Regions from separate parts of the Sus scrofa genome. Here region 2 is linked to region 1. A link is a contact called in public HiChIP or PLAC-seq data. All regions are on one chromosome and are shown on one strand. Each heading gives the region's core, a stretch centred on a gene start, on an enhancer-like site or on the middle of the called end of the contact. The rest is flanking DNA. Distances are from core to core; before and after follow the strand shown.

Region 1 (7,310 bases), core at 2,280-4,779:
TCACAGCCCTGCTTCAGCCTAGTTTGTGAGAGCACTAGAATGACAACGGATTAATTTGTAACAAGAAATTACCATTATGGGAACTATAACTTTAACCTTTCATCGTCAATCTGTTCTCTCAAATTTAGTAAAGTACAAATAATTGTCACGGTGGCCAGAACACTCACGTCCCCATCATCAGACTATTTTCTTCCTGTATAAGAGAAGAAGTCAGCAAATGTAAAAGAGGTAAGGTATCCAGTGTTTAACAGAACTTGGCCAGACACATTCCCTCTCCACTGGGACAACTGCACCAGCAGAACCAGTCAACACAACTTGACCTGCCACTTTACCCATGGCCTCATACAATGAACCAGACTAATCAAAGACATGAGCTAAAGCACCCTCTCCTGGACAGTCTTTCCTCTTTGTTTCCAAATGCCATTCAAACAAACTGCCATCAACACTTGCAAGGCTGGAGGTCATTACATTCCTTCAAGGTGACCATGATAATGGTAGGATCTTGGTGAGCCTATGCTGGACTAAACACCTATATTATCTCATCTAATCTTCATAATTATGTGAGAAAATAAACCAGGTCTTAGAGAGTCTAGATAACTTGCTTCAGGAAATACACCATTAGATGGCAAAGTGGGGATTCTCTGAGGCATCTGGAGCCCATGTACAGCTTCCAGTGGAAGTCCACTTCTGACACCATCCACTTGGGGAGATGAAACATGCTTGACCAGATCACTAAAACCCTCAGAAAACTGGGATGATTAAATGGGTCAGGCAGCACATGCTGCAAAGGTTCTGAGATGAATGACAATGTTGTGGACCAAAGTGGCCAAAAGACTGAGAGAGGGGTGATTTTGATCCGGGAAACATTCCTGTCCTCAAGTGTTAGAACATAAAATATAAATAAACACAGGGTATATGAGCCACACTTTCCCCCTTCCCACAACCACAGCAGAACTGTTTTGCACTTAGTCCCAGATACAACCTCAGCATCTTTCAAAACACAGCACTCCACAACATAACACGGCTGTTAGTCGTCAGTCACACTTGGCATAAAAGATAGAATCTATATTCATTATCTCAAGGTGGGAGGCTGAATCTGCAACGTGTTAAAGGGGCTCAATGACTTGGCCTCTCTGGTGGAAAAAAATTTAAAAATTACATGAAATCAGGTAAATCTACTGTTTGACGGAATTCATAGGAAATCTAAGCATGAAATTCTGTGTGTGTGTAAACTATCCACAGAGAGTCAAGTAATTGCAAAATCATTACATGATGAGCTTTGAATGGTAGGAGAGGGGTCTTTTTAGACTCACCACCTCCACAGCTGATGCTCCGTTCCTGAATAAAGCTGATATTTTTCCCTAAAGAGACTAGTAGTTTCAGATCAACAGTACTGTTAGTGAATCAAATCTGCAAAAACCTGCTTAGGGTTCTTTAAAAGGAAAAAGAAAAAAAAAAAAAGGAAAAGAGTCCATGCCTGATTCAGCCTCCAGAAGTACAAGCTGTTCCTGAGCAAAATGTAAAGGAGACATTCTTGCTAAATCAAGTCTCTACCAAACCATCCATCCCAAAAGAAGAAAGGAAGTCTGACAGAGGAACTAAGCCAGCTCATTTGACCCACTGACTTCCTCAACTCTGAACCCAAGGAAGAAGAAGTAAGGTCTCAGCCTCATTTTCATTTAGTCCTTCCATTTGGGGGCATGAGAAACCCAGTGGAGTCATGACTCTATTTGCTCATTCATTCAACATCCAACAAAAATGCATGACCTTGTCTATGCATCTTCATTCACACATTTGGCAATTTAATAATTCATTAGCAAGCACATGTCAAGAATCAACACTTTCAGACATTCTGCTAGTAACTGGGCGTATGGAGAGGAAAAAAACAAATGCCTGCCCTCAAGGAGCTCACTGTACAATTGAGCGGCAGATGATGACTGAAAAAAAAAATGAATGACAACTGAACAAATGACTGCAATATGCTATGAAAAGCCTGCTAATAGAATTATGCAAAACACATAGTGGGGGCCACAAACTTGCCAGATAACTTGCAGCCTTACAACTTGCCAAAGTCATCTTTAATGTAAAGGACATTTTTCAAGTCATCCAAGCTGCTCTAAACCTTGAAATAATTTATGGTTTGGGGATGTTGGTAGAAATCCCATGTCCTCCAGTTTTACATGGATTCCAGTTTATACATCGCATCTCTTCGCACAGATAAAATCAAGTTGATGCTACTTACCCTACTGCTGCTATCTCTGCTCTGCCCCAATATCACTGGCCAAGATTGACTTAGGGAAAGAATAAGTCAAACCCTAAGATGAAAGGAAGAAGGGATATTAGCATTATTTATATGTACTATGACTATGTATCCAGAAAACCCAAAAGAATCAACTGAATAACTATTAGAGTTAGCAGACAACGGTAAGATTGCTGAAGACAACAAACAACTAACAACCAGTTAGAATGTATCATGTAAGAGAATCTCATTCATAACATAGTAACACGAAATGTCAAGGTTTATGTTACAAAATTTTCCATGGGAGAAGACACTCTTAAAGAGAGGGAGAGGATTTTAAGAATTATAAGTCATTGTCCCAGAGAACCAAAGGTGGAAAGAACCTGTCTCAAGGAGACATGTGGGTGTAGTCTTTGTCTAAAAAATAACATTTATAATGGAATAGTTTCAGCTAGGACTGTACATGACAAAGATAATTCAAAATGAAAAAGGCATCTGGGAACGTCTATCAAAGAAGATGACTCTAAGAGCCCACACAACCCCTTTCTAATGGAAGAGGGAGGATGCTCTGGAATGCAGTAAACATCCAGAATGGTGTGCAAAGACATATTCTTCAAGGATGGTAGCTGTGATGCTGTTAGTGATAACGAGAGACTAAAAACAATCCACTTTTCATTAACAAGACAATGGTTAAATAAATTGCAATACATAGATCTGTTGGAAATCCAATGTGGCTTCAGACAACACATTTTTATCTGTCCTAATTTGGAAAGATCTCTATGATTATATAAGCATTATTTTTAAAATTTTATCTTCAGATGTATACCAGTTGCAGGTTGGGTGCTCTGGGAAGTAGGCTCTATTATGATGGTACGGATGTTGTCTTTGCTTCATTGCTATATTCCCACTCAGGTCAATGCCTGGGACATGGCTGACATGCAGGAAGTATCTCTTCAGTGAATGAATTCATTAAAAATGTTTGATATTCATATGGCCTAGAGGAAGTTCTTAATAAATATTAGTCAAATTTTTTTCCAAAGAAATGCAGCCTTCTAAAACTAACTGAAGAGACATTACAACACGAGCTATCACAACCAGCCAAAGAAAGCTGCTTTCAAAACCTGCTGCTGAAATGTTTCAGGGCTTGGGTTCGGGGAACTTCCTTACTCAAGAAGCTCTTTCCTGGAATATGGCTCTATTAAAAGACAACCTACTCAGCACCACAGCTGACACCCCATTTCCTCTCTGTCCCTTCTTGAGGTCCTTTTTAGATGTCAGGCCTCACTGACTTCTCGTTTCCCATAGATCTGTCACTCTTCCAATGTGCTTGCCCCATTACAAGCAGTGACCAGGACAGTGACACCACTGGCCTCCTGCCCTTCCTGCCAACTTTGCAGCAAAGCAAGATTATAGCATCTTCCCATCCTGGACACCATCAGAGAACAGGCTGGGACCAAAGAAATTGCTCAGTGTTTCTGTGGAGTGGGTGTTGATTACGCCGCTTTAAGGTAAATTGCAGGCCTACCATGAACCTATCATGGTACTACAAACATCACACATGACTGCATTTCTACCGCACAGCAATCTGTGAAGTGGACACTGGGTGATTATCTCATATTTCCAGATGCAGAACTGGAAGGGCAGGGCAGGACTTAAATCCTAGCTCCCCGTCAAAAAGTTCAGGCTTTAAACCAGCACAGAGCTTATTCTATCATCTCAGTTCCACTCCAAACCCTTCCCCAGAACTAATTATAATGCCCAGCATTTCCTCCCTGGAGAAGGTAGGAAATGACAAGGAAAAGTATAAATAAGAAGCAGTGAGTGTAACCTGTAACATCTTCTGACATAGAAAAACCAATGGCTACCTTAGGACAGACTTCTGGAGGGATGGGTGCATGTCTGAGTTTGCTAGCTCAGGATATGGTGATCTTGACTATCACAGTTGGGTCAGGTCCAGTCAGTCTCGGGAAGAGTGAATGGGGCAGATTCCTCTATTGCTCGTGGAAATTTAAACCAGTCCTTACTTACTTTTTTGAAATGTAACTGCACAGAATGTATAAAGAAACTTCTATTGTCCATACCTATCAACATATTGATTCCAATCATCATATCGAACACTTTAAAATAGAGAAAAGGCTTCCATTATCCATTCACTAGACAAATATCAGTCAGCTTCTTTTACTGAGGCAGATGGATTTTGGAGCACTAGGGAAGCAAAGCTAAGTAAGGGAAACCAAAATTACATTCTCATGGAAATTGATTTTTAGTAAGAAAAATAAAAATACATACTTAAGTATACAATAATACCAACTATTCATAAGTGCTAGAAAGAAAATGAGCCAGAAAAGAGACAACGAAGGGAGAGGCCAGGGCAGACATCTCAAAGGAAGTGATTAACAAAGAAATGAGGAGTTCCCCTCATGGCTCAGTGGAAACGAATCTGACCAGCATCCATGAGGATGCAGGTTTGATCCCTGGCCTTGCTCAATGGGTTAAGGATCCAGCATTGCCATGAGCTGTTGTGTAGGTCACAGATGCAGCTCAGATCTGGTGTTGCTGTGGCTGTGGCATAGGCCAGCGGCTACAGCTCTGAGATGACCCCTAGCCTGGGAACCTCCATATGCCTCAGGCACATCCCTGAAAAGACAAAAAACAAACAAACAAATGAATGCAATGAGGGACCAAACTATGGCTGCATATAGTAGGGTAGACAGTTCCTGCAGAAAGGAGAATAAGTGCAAAGCCCCTGTGGCAGGAGGCAAGCTTGATGTGTTTAGAGAACAAGAAGATAGTGTGGAACTGGAGTGGTTATCAAAGCAAAGGTGAACCCCTTTCACAAAAATATTCAATCACTTGTTGTATCAAGGCTAGATAAGTAAACTGTCATATATCCACTCTATTGACAAGCAGTGACCCTACAGTTAGTCCAATGAAGGTCCAAATCCTAACTGCTATTTCCTACCTGTGTGACCTTAGAAATGTACTTATCTTATCCATTCTAGCTGAGAAATAAGGACAATCATAACCCCTCATAATATGGAGAGAATGAAAAATTATAAGAAAAGCATTTTTGGAGATGGGATTAAGATGGTGGAGTAGAAGGACTGGAGCTCACCTTCTATCATAAAAGCAACAAAATTACAACCAATTGCTGAACAACCTTCAACCAAATAGACTGCAAACCATCAAAAAAGATACCCTACTCCAGAAAACAAAGAGGAGGCCACATCCAGATGGTAGGAGGGGTGATTACATGATATAAGCAATCCCCTAGGCACCAGGTAGGCAGCCCACAGACTGGAAAGTAACTATATTACAGAGACTCACCTTCAGGGGTAAGAGTTCTGAGCCCCACATCAGGTCCCCATGCCTGAGGATCTGGCATTGGGAGAAGGAGCCCCAGGAGCATTTGGCATTGAAGGCCAGTGGGGCTTGTGTGCAGGAGTCCCATAGGACTGGAGGAAATGGAGACCCCATTCTTGAAAGATACACACAAGGTTTCATGTCCACTAGGTCCCAGGGAAAAGCAGAGACTCCACAGAAACCTGGGTCAGACGTGACTGCAGTTATTGGAGGATCTGCTGGGAAAACAGGGGGTGACAGTGGCTTGTTGTGGGGGAAGGACATTGGAGGCAAAGGTTTGGGGAATAATCATCAGCATGTGCTCCTATAGAGGTGGCCATTTTGGAAAACTCTAGCCCCAACCATCAGGGCTGAGAAGTCCCAAGCCAAACAATAATCTGGGTGGGATCACAGCCACACCATCCACCAACAAGCTGCCTAAAGACCCCAAGGCACACAGCTGCTTCCCATCTCACCCAGAGGCAAAGCCCCACCCACCAGAGGGAGAAGAATCAGCTCCAACTACCAGTAGGCAGGCAGCAGTCCCTTCCATCAGGAAACCTACAGAAAGCTACATACTAACATCAGCTATGGGGGCGGGGGCAGACATCAGAAGCAAGAGAGGCTACAACTCTATTGCCTGAAAAAAGGAGACCACACCAAAAATCTATACAAAAATAAAAAGGCAGAGAACTATTACTCTTATAAGGGAGCAACAAAAAAACCCATAAAAACAGATAAGTGATCTGGAGACTATACACCTCCATGAAAAAGACTTTGGACTGATGATAGTGAAGATGATTCAAGACCTTGGAAATAAACTGGAGGCATAGATTGATAAATTACAAGAAACACTGAGCAAAGAAATACAAGATTTAAGGATTAAGCAGGCACAGATGCAAAATACAATAACCAAAATAAAAAATTCATTAGAAGCAACCAACAGCACAAAACAGGAGGCAGAAGAACAAATAAGCAAGGTGTAGGACAGAATAGTGGAAATCACTGATGTGGAATAGAAAAGAGAAAAAAGATTGAAAACAAATGAAGACAGTCTAAGAGAACTCTGAGACACTGTTAAACACACCAACATCTGTATTATAGGGTGCCAGATGGAAAAGAGAGAGAGAAAGGTCCAGAAAAAATATCTGAAGTGGTAATAGCCAGAAACTTCCCTAACATGGGAAAGGAATCACTCACTCAAATCCAAGAAGTGCAACAAGTATCATATAAAATCAACCCAAGGAGGAAGAGCCCAAGACATATTAATCAAACTGACCAAAATTAAAGACAAAGAGAAAATATGGAAAGCAGCTAGGGAAAAGACACAAATAACATACAAGGCAACCCTGATAAGGTTATCAGCAGATTTTTCAGCAGAAACTGCAGGCCAGAAGGGAGTGGCATGATATACTTAAAGTGATGAAAGGAAAAAACCTCCAACCAAGATTACTTTACCCAGCAAGACTCTCATTCAGATTTGAAGGAGAAATCAAAAGCTTATGGACAAGCAAAAGCCAAGAGAATTCAGCACCACTAAACCAGCTTTACAACAAATACTAAAGGAATGTCTCTGGGTGGAAAAGAAAAGGCCACAACTAGAAATAAAAATACTACAAATGACAAGGCTCACCAGTAAAGGCATACATATAGTAAGGTAGGTAATCATCCACACACAAATATGCTACCAAAATCAGAAATCATGAGAAGAGGAGGGTACAAATGCAGG
Region 2 (6,488 bases), core at 3,609-6,108, 180 kb before region 1:
ACGGAGCAAAAGCTCAGGAAACCGATAGTGACATCGAGATTTAATCATCTTATACCCCATAATTTTTTGAGAGACCAGAATTTCAATCATTTGTAGGTATTTATCCATCTAAGAACAGTACTGGTCAATAATACATATGAAGAATCTACCGCATACTAGGTACCAGGTGAAGTAACGGAGCTATCATAAGGCTCTGAGCATTTCAGAGACTAGTTTGTCAAATTGTGTGCTTGAACTTAACCTGCAGAGCGGAAATGTAGACATGAAGTCTATAATGTAAAGGCAAAACCCATCTCCTAAAACAGGCATCATAAAATGATGCCCAGTAGGAACCAGACGAGGCCCCATTCTGGAGCTACGTTTGCAGATACTGCTTTTGCATAATCCTTCAGAGAAGGAGCCTGAGATCACTAGGGATCTACAGACCACTGCTCATCAACACTGTTACCTTCCTCACCGCCACCAAAAAGTGACTCCTGCAGAGGAGATATGGGGAGAGGTTTTCTAGCTTTGAACTCCATATCTCCAAAACAGGGCTGTTCATCTCTCAATGCAATGTTCTTCCGTATCACAGTTTCTAAAACGGATCCAAGGTCCTCTTTCCTGCTACTGACCTAAGAGATAGGCGGTATTCTAAAAATACGTTAAACCAGAGAAGCTTCCTGAACTGAAGGTGTGACATCTGGGGCAATTTCGGGATTTGGTATTAGAAAGACTTTAGAGATGGGGGGAGGGGGGAGTCCATCATATAGCTAGTTACCATTTGTAGAATTAACATGTAAAATCTGAAAAGCCAGAACTGAAAAGATGTGGGGAAGAGAGAAAACATGTTAGGTGTAAAGGTTTTGGTCAAGGACTCATCGTGGAGAGTTAGAAGGGGCTAAGGACTCATGCCAATGAGAGATGAGGAACTGGAACCCAGGGGGATGATGAGGTTTCCCAGTCAGCATCAGAAATACAAGACAAGAAGGCTGGTCTTCCATCCTCTTTTCCAGGAAAATGCCCCATCACTTAGCTGCTTTCAGCTGCCCCTCCCTTAAGCTCCTCTCTCTCCCTTCTTGCCCAAAGCCAGAGAGGGAGAACATACGTGTGTGGAGGGGAAAGAAGGTATGGGGAAGTGTTCCTTGCTAAAGTGATAATGGTTGAGAGAAAGCGAACAAGGTTCCATAGTCTCCATGTTTCTCTTTGCTTGCTTGTGGACCTAGTGTACAGTCCTTGGGATAAAAATTGTAAAACTCATCAAAACAGAAGGAAAAGATGAGTCACTCAAAATTCCACTATGGAGATATCATTACACTGGATGTTTCCTTCCAGTCTTTCCATGCACCTTTCATAGAGTTTAATGTTTAATATACCATGTTTTTCCTATGCTTTTGATTACCATTCTATCAGTTTCCCATCCCATCAAAAACATTCCCACACATAAATTTTAGCAGCAACACAATACTTCATTATTCATATATACCATAGTTGTCCTACCCAATAATGCTGGACTTTAAGTCATTTCCAGTTATGAATCTGTGTAAAGAAATGGTAATGAAAATCTTGATGCCTCAACCTCCATCTGCGTTTCCAAAAGTTTCCTGATGGTTGATGCCTCAAAGTAAGATTCTTATGTCAAACAATAGGTATGAACATTCTTAAGGCTCTTGGTGACTTTTGTTTAAGAAAGCCTTACAAATTTATACTTTTCTCATAAGTGTCTGTGAAAAGGAATTTTAATTCCTTCTCTCCATTTTCTCCCTACTTTTCCCAACCCCACCTGCTGGGCAAAACAAGTTCCAAAGACACTGAATTGCATATATAAACCAACTTGATGAAATTGTGTAAAATGATCAGTAAATCCTCTACTTGAGCAAATATTCATTTTCTTGTCTATGCCATGAAAATAAAAAGGCAAATAATAATTTAAAAGAAAAAAAATTTTCCTTTTTGGAAATACCCAAATGAGCTCTAGCTCTGAGCTTTCTTATGTGGAAGCCACAAGCCCCATGTGACTATCGATCACTGGAAATATAGCTGGTCCAAAGTGAGACTTTTCTTAAGTACAAAATACACACCAGATTTTGAGGACTCACAGCAAGAATCTTAAAATTAAAATATCTTGATATTTTACATGTGGAAATTATAATATTTTGAATATGGGATGTTAAATATATAATTAAAATTAAATCAACCTGTTTGTTTTTACCTTTTTAATGTGGCTTTTAGAAAATTCAAAATTATACAACTGGCTTTCTCTATATAACAATTAGAGAGGGCCACTGTAGCTAATTCCTGGATTTATCCATGGACATACATGGCTAATAGTTAATTCTGTTTCTCCTTGATGACTCTCATGAATTCAGAAAATCGGAAATTTGGAACCCATGCTTCCTACGTTCTGGTACATTCCTCACAGGATTAAGTATAGTCTCTTTTGTCTTTCTTAATGTCCATTTCTTCTTTGTGCCAGCCTACATCCTTTAAGCTAAACAGTTACTATGCAAATTCACCAATAAGTCATTTCCCTTCTCTCCACTCATCCACTTAGTAAGAGACCATTAATTGCAATATAATCACTGGGCTTTCTAGGCCTGGGAGTACAAAGATCACAAAGACAATATTCTCGTCTTCGTGAAGCACACGCTCTAAGAAAGAAGATAGACCACAAGATAATTATAGTCCAGTGAGACAACTTCCAAAATACGGTGAAGTTCAAGAAGCTGCTGAAGGACAAAAAGAAAGGATTTGCTCTCTCCAGGTGTGAGGTAGGGCAAGGGGAATGATGGGGGCAGGTGTCACTCAGGTCAGCTGATCTGGACCTTAGAGCAGAAGCCTGGAAGTTGGAGCTGGACAAAACAGATGGAATAACTCGGGATAACAATCAGTGTGTGAAGGAGTCCATCTGAGAATTCACTGCTAAAGTTTGCAGACAAGGAGGGGGCCACTGTTGATGTGGGGACCAGGTTGGGAAATATGCCATGTTCCATTGTTCACCGGGTATTTCCTGGAGAGAGGATGGGGAACTACCTAAGCTATTAATTAGGGGATTAATTAGGTTTAGAATGATCTTTCTTTCAGCATGAACTGGAGGGTGGAAGTGCCAGAATTGAGAGAAGTTAAGACCCAATGTTGATCTCCTCGCCTGGAAGGTTTCAAAAATGCCTTCTCATTCTCCAGGAGTCAGTTGAAACACTACTTCCTCAGGGAAAGCTTTCCTGGTAATCCATTCCTGGTTCTCCATCCACTGCTATTTTCTGCAACTTCCTCAGCAAGAAGTATTCCACTGTAGGGTTCCAGGCATATTGCCTGCCAGCCTCTCAGTTCCTCCCGAGTTCAGTTTCTGGGAGAATGCCTGGTTTAATTGCCACCTCCTCTGAGACATCTTCTCTGACCAGCCTTCCGTTTTTATTTCCTGTAACTGCACCTTTTTCATTTCCTCCAAAGCACTTATCACAAGGCATAATTTTACATTTGTGCCTTTACATTTGCATTGTCCATCTTCTCCAATATGCTATCTGATTCCCACTGGGGAAGCACTCCTGTTATTTTCACCAACATATCCACAGTTTGAACATGGAACAGACAATAAAAAAAAAATGTTGAGTGAAAAAATGAATAGACAGAATGAGTTACAAACCATGGGTTCTTAATAAAGTTTTATTGAAAGAATGAGTTGGTTTATGAATAAATGAATGACCTACTCCAAGAAATACATGTTGACAGACTGGTGTTGATATTTCATTCTCTTCAGGGTCTGGTACACTAGCTCTCCAGCAGTTAACCCCCTAGGCTATGCTAAATAGTAATTCCAAGATAGGAGAACATGCATTGGTGGTGTTGGTAAAATCCCCGAGTGATTCATTCCAGCAGGTGTGTTAGAATTAGAGCATTTAGTCATTCGACATTGAAGGTGATAATGCACCCTTCTCCCCAAGTTGTCCATGGTTCCTTGGAGAAGACAGGCATATCTACAAAGTGTACTCAACTGTGAAGCAATGAGCTGAGGTAGCACAGGGGCAAAGGGGACACTATGGAGGAAGTCCTAAACCCAGCATTGTGGTCAGAGAAGACCCCAGTCCTGAGCTTATTGCTGAGGAATGGGCTGGAGTTAAGCTGTTGAGGTGACTGGGTGGTTGTACCAGGCAGGCAGAGGTGAAAGTGCAGACACCAAAGAGGAACAGAGAAGTAGCAACGGCAGCTCCATGGGTCCATTCAAAAGGAAACTCTCGCCTCTTACCTCCTCTTCCCCTTTGCTGTTTCTCCTTTCTGGCCAATTGTGCCTTCTCTTTTTTGTTCTGAAAAAGTCACTGCTTCCTCTTGTCCTCATTGATTTTTTTCTTTTGTCCTTATTGTTTTTTTGATATGTCTATTCTCCCCAGGTAGCCTGGGAAAGGGCACAGAGCAATGACAGGCCACCCTGGTCCACACACCGAGTTCATGTTCCCACATTTCTAAAGAGACAAGTAAGACGTGGAGCTGAGATTAGGGAAGTCAGTGGGGAGGGTCCAGAACCACAGATCTGCCATGCCTTTGAACCACAGACATTCCTGAAGACTGTCAGGGCTGCCAGAACCATGGGCACGGAAATGCCATTGGATTTTTCTAGCTTGTCCCTCAAACTGAAACAAATCCTGCTGCTTACACAGTCTTGGAACAAATGTGATGTGTCTACTTTTCCAAATGCAATATTACCCTCAGGCTTTAAATTATGACTCTCATCCTTGCTTGCCAAAGAAGAAAAAGTCAAGCCATGCACTAGCCACTCACGGTATGTGTTTTCTAAGAGTAGTGACTGCTACTCTCTGTAACATGCATTCAGCTTTCAAAGAGAACCTCTTAAGTGGCTGATGCTATACTGATGCTATATGAGCTGACATGGTAATGAGGGAAACTGCCCAGTGTTACAACACACCGGGGCGCCAAACCAAGTTTCCCTTCACACAGAGGAAGATAAGGCAATGTTTTTCTTCTTACGGCCCCATCCATGGCATATGGAGGTGCCTGGGCTAGGGTTCAAATCAGAGCTCTAGCAATGCAGAATCCGAGCCACAGCCCCAGCAACGCAGAATCCAAGCCACATCTGTGAGCTACACCACAGCTTGCAGCAATGACAGATCCTTAACCCCTGAGCAAGGCCAGGGATTGAACCTGCATCCTCATGGACACTACATCAAGTTCTTAACCTGCTGAGCCACAATGGGAACTCCAGATAAGGTAATTATTAAGTGATGAGCTTAACAGGTGACTCTATATTTTCTTATCTAATATTTTATAACAACTACCATATAAAGTAGACACTGCAGTCCCATATCTGATGCTCAGGGGAATCAGGACATTGTTGCTGTGTCACACAGCTAGTCAGCAACACAGGTCTGTCTGCATCAAAGCTGTTACTCTCTGTGCTACTGTTTCCAAGCTGCTCTCATTATGACCCTTGGACCCTGTTCATTCTCTGGGCTATTTAAATAGCCAGCCAGTCCACAAACACCTCATAGATTATGTTTATATACCAGGCAGCAGGACAGGATGAGGAATCAAAAATGAATAATTCATCAACGTGCATAAGACATTGATACATAAGCCAATAAATATAATAAATAAAGGTGATGAAGTATAATAAATAAGATGATGAAGAACAATGCATGGCAGAGCCAGAGGAGGAGCAGTCAACTCTACCTGATTCAGGAATTCAGGAGAAGAATCATTTCAGTTGGGTCATAGAGCACCGTCTCTTCAATTCCTATGGCTGCTATTAACAAATTGCCACAAACTCTGCACCTTAAAAACAACACAAATGTACGCCTGCATAGCTCTGAGTGTCGGAAGTCTCAAGTCAGGGTGTCAGCAGAGCTGTAATCTCTCTGGAGCCTCCTAGGGAGAGTCTTTCTCCTTGCCCTTTTCAGCTTCTAGAGGCCGCATTCTTTGGCTTGTGACCCCTTTCTCCACTTTGAGATTCAACAGCATAGCATCTACAAATCCCTCTGTGACGATGCCCCTGATTCCAAGGACACATCTCTTTAGATCTCACCCTCCTGCCATATTTGTGATGACTGACACTGGACCCACTGAATCATTCGGGCACTCTTCCCATCTCACGATCCTTAACTTGATGACAGTGGAAAGGTCCCTTTTGCCATGGAAGGTGACCTACTCACAGGTTTGGGGGATTATGATGAAGACATCTTGGGAAGCCTTTATTCGGCCTCACAGATGGGTAGAAATATATGTAACTGAGGCAGTCTGTGGCAGTAGCTAAAAGCATGAAATTCAGAACTAGGTTGCCTGGGTTGGAATACTGGTGCTGCCATTTACCAACTGTACAACTTCAGAGGAGTGGTTTAATCTCTCCATACCTCAGTGTCCACTTCGGCAAAATGGGAACAAGAACATCACCTGTCTCAATGGGCTGTTGAGATAACTGGATGAGTTGATGTACAAGAATGCCTGGCATGTAGTGAGAACCTTCAACATGGTAGCTCCCACTGCTAACTAAGGAAGACGAA

The links. HiChIP or PLAC-seq counts read pairs in DNA pulled down with a chosen protein or histone mark.
Region 2: a contact with region 1 is called in an H3K27ac HiChIP or PLAC-seq map of alveolar macrophages. The contact joins two enhancer-like sites. A contact is called at or near these places in 1 of 47 Hi-C or Micro-C datasets (embryonic fibroblasts) and 1 of 2 datasets of contacts at active chromatin or transcription factors (alveolar macrophages).

Annotation. Positions count from the first base shown.
Region 1 is chr4:11,027,425-11,034,734 of Sscrofa11.1, reverse strand. No RefSeq gene overlaps it. Among named protein-coding and RNA genes, the nearest start is that of FAM49B, 550 kb to the right of the region's middle. Within about 2 kb of position 3,529, at least 3 of the 83 cell types and tissues checked have an H3K27ac peak or open chromatin away from gene starts, as enhancers often do. A contact at or near this core is called in alveolar macrophages, where this site is marked.
Region 2 is chr4:11,207,596-11,214,083 of Sscrofa11.1, reverse strand. No RefSeq gene overlaps it. Among named protein-coding and RNA genes, the nearest start is that of FAM49B, 730 kb to the right of the region's middle. Within about 2 kb of position 4,858, at least 4 of the 83 cell types and tissues checked have an H3K27ac peak or open chromatin away from gene starts, as enhancers often do. A contact at or near this core is called in alveolar macrophages, where this site is marked.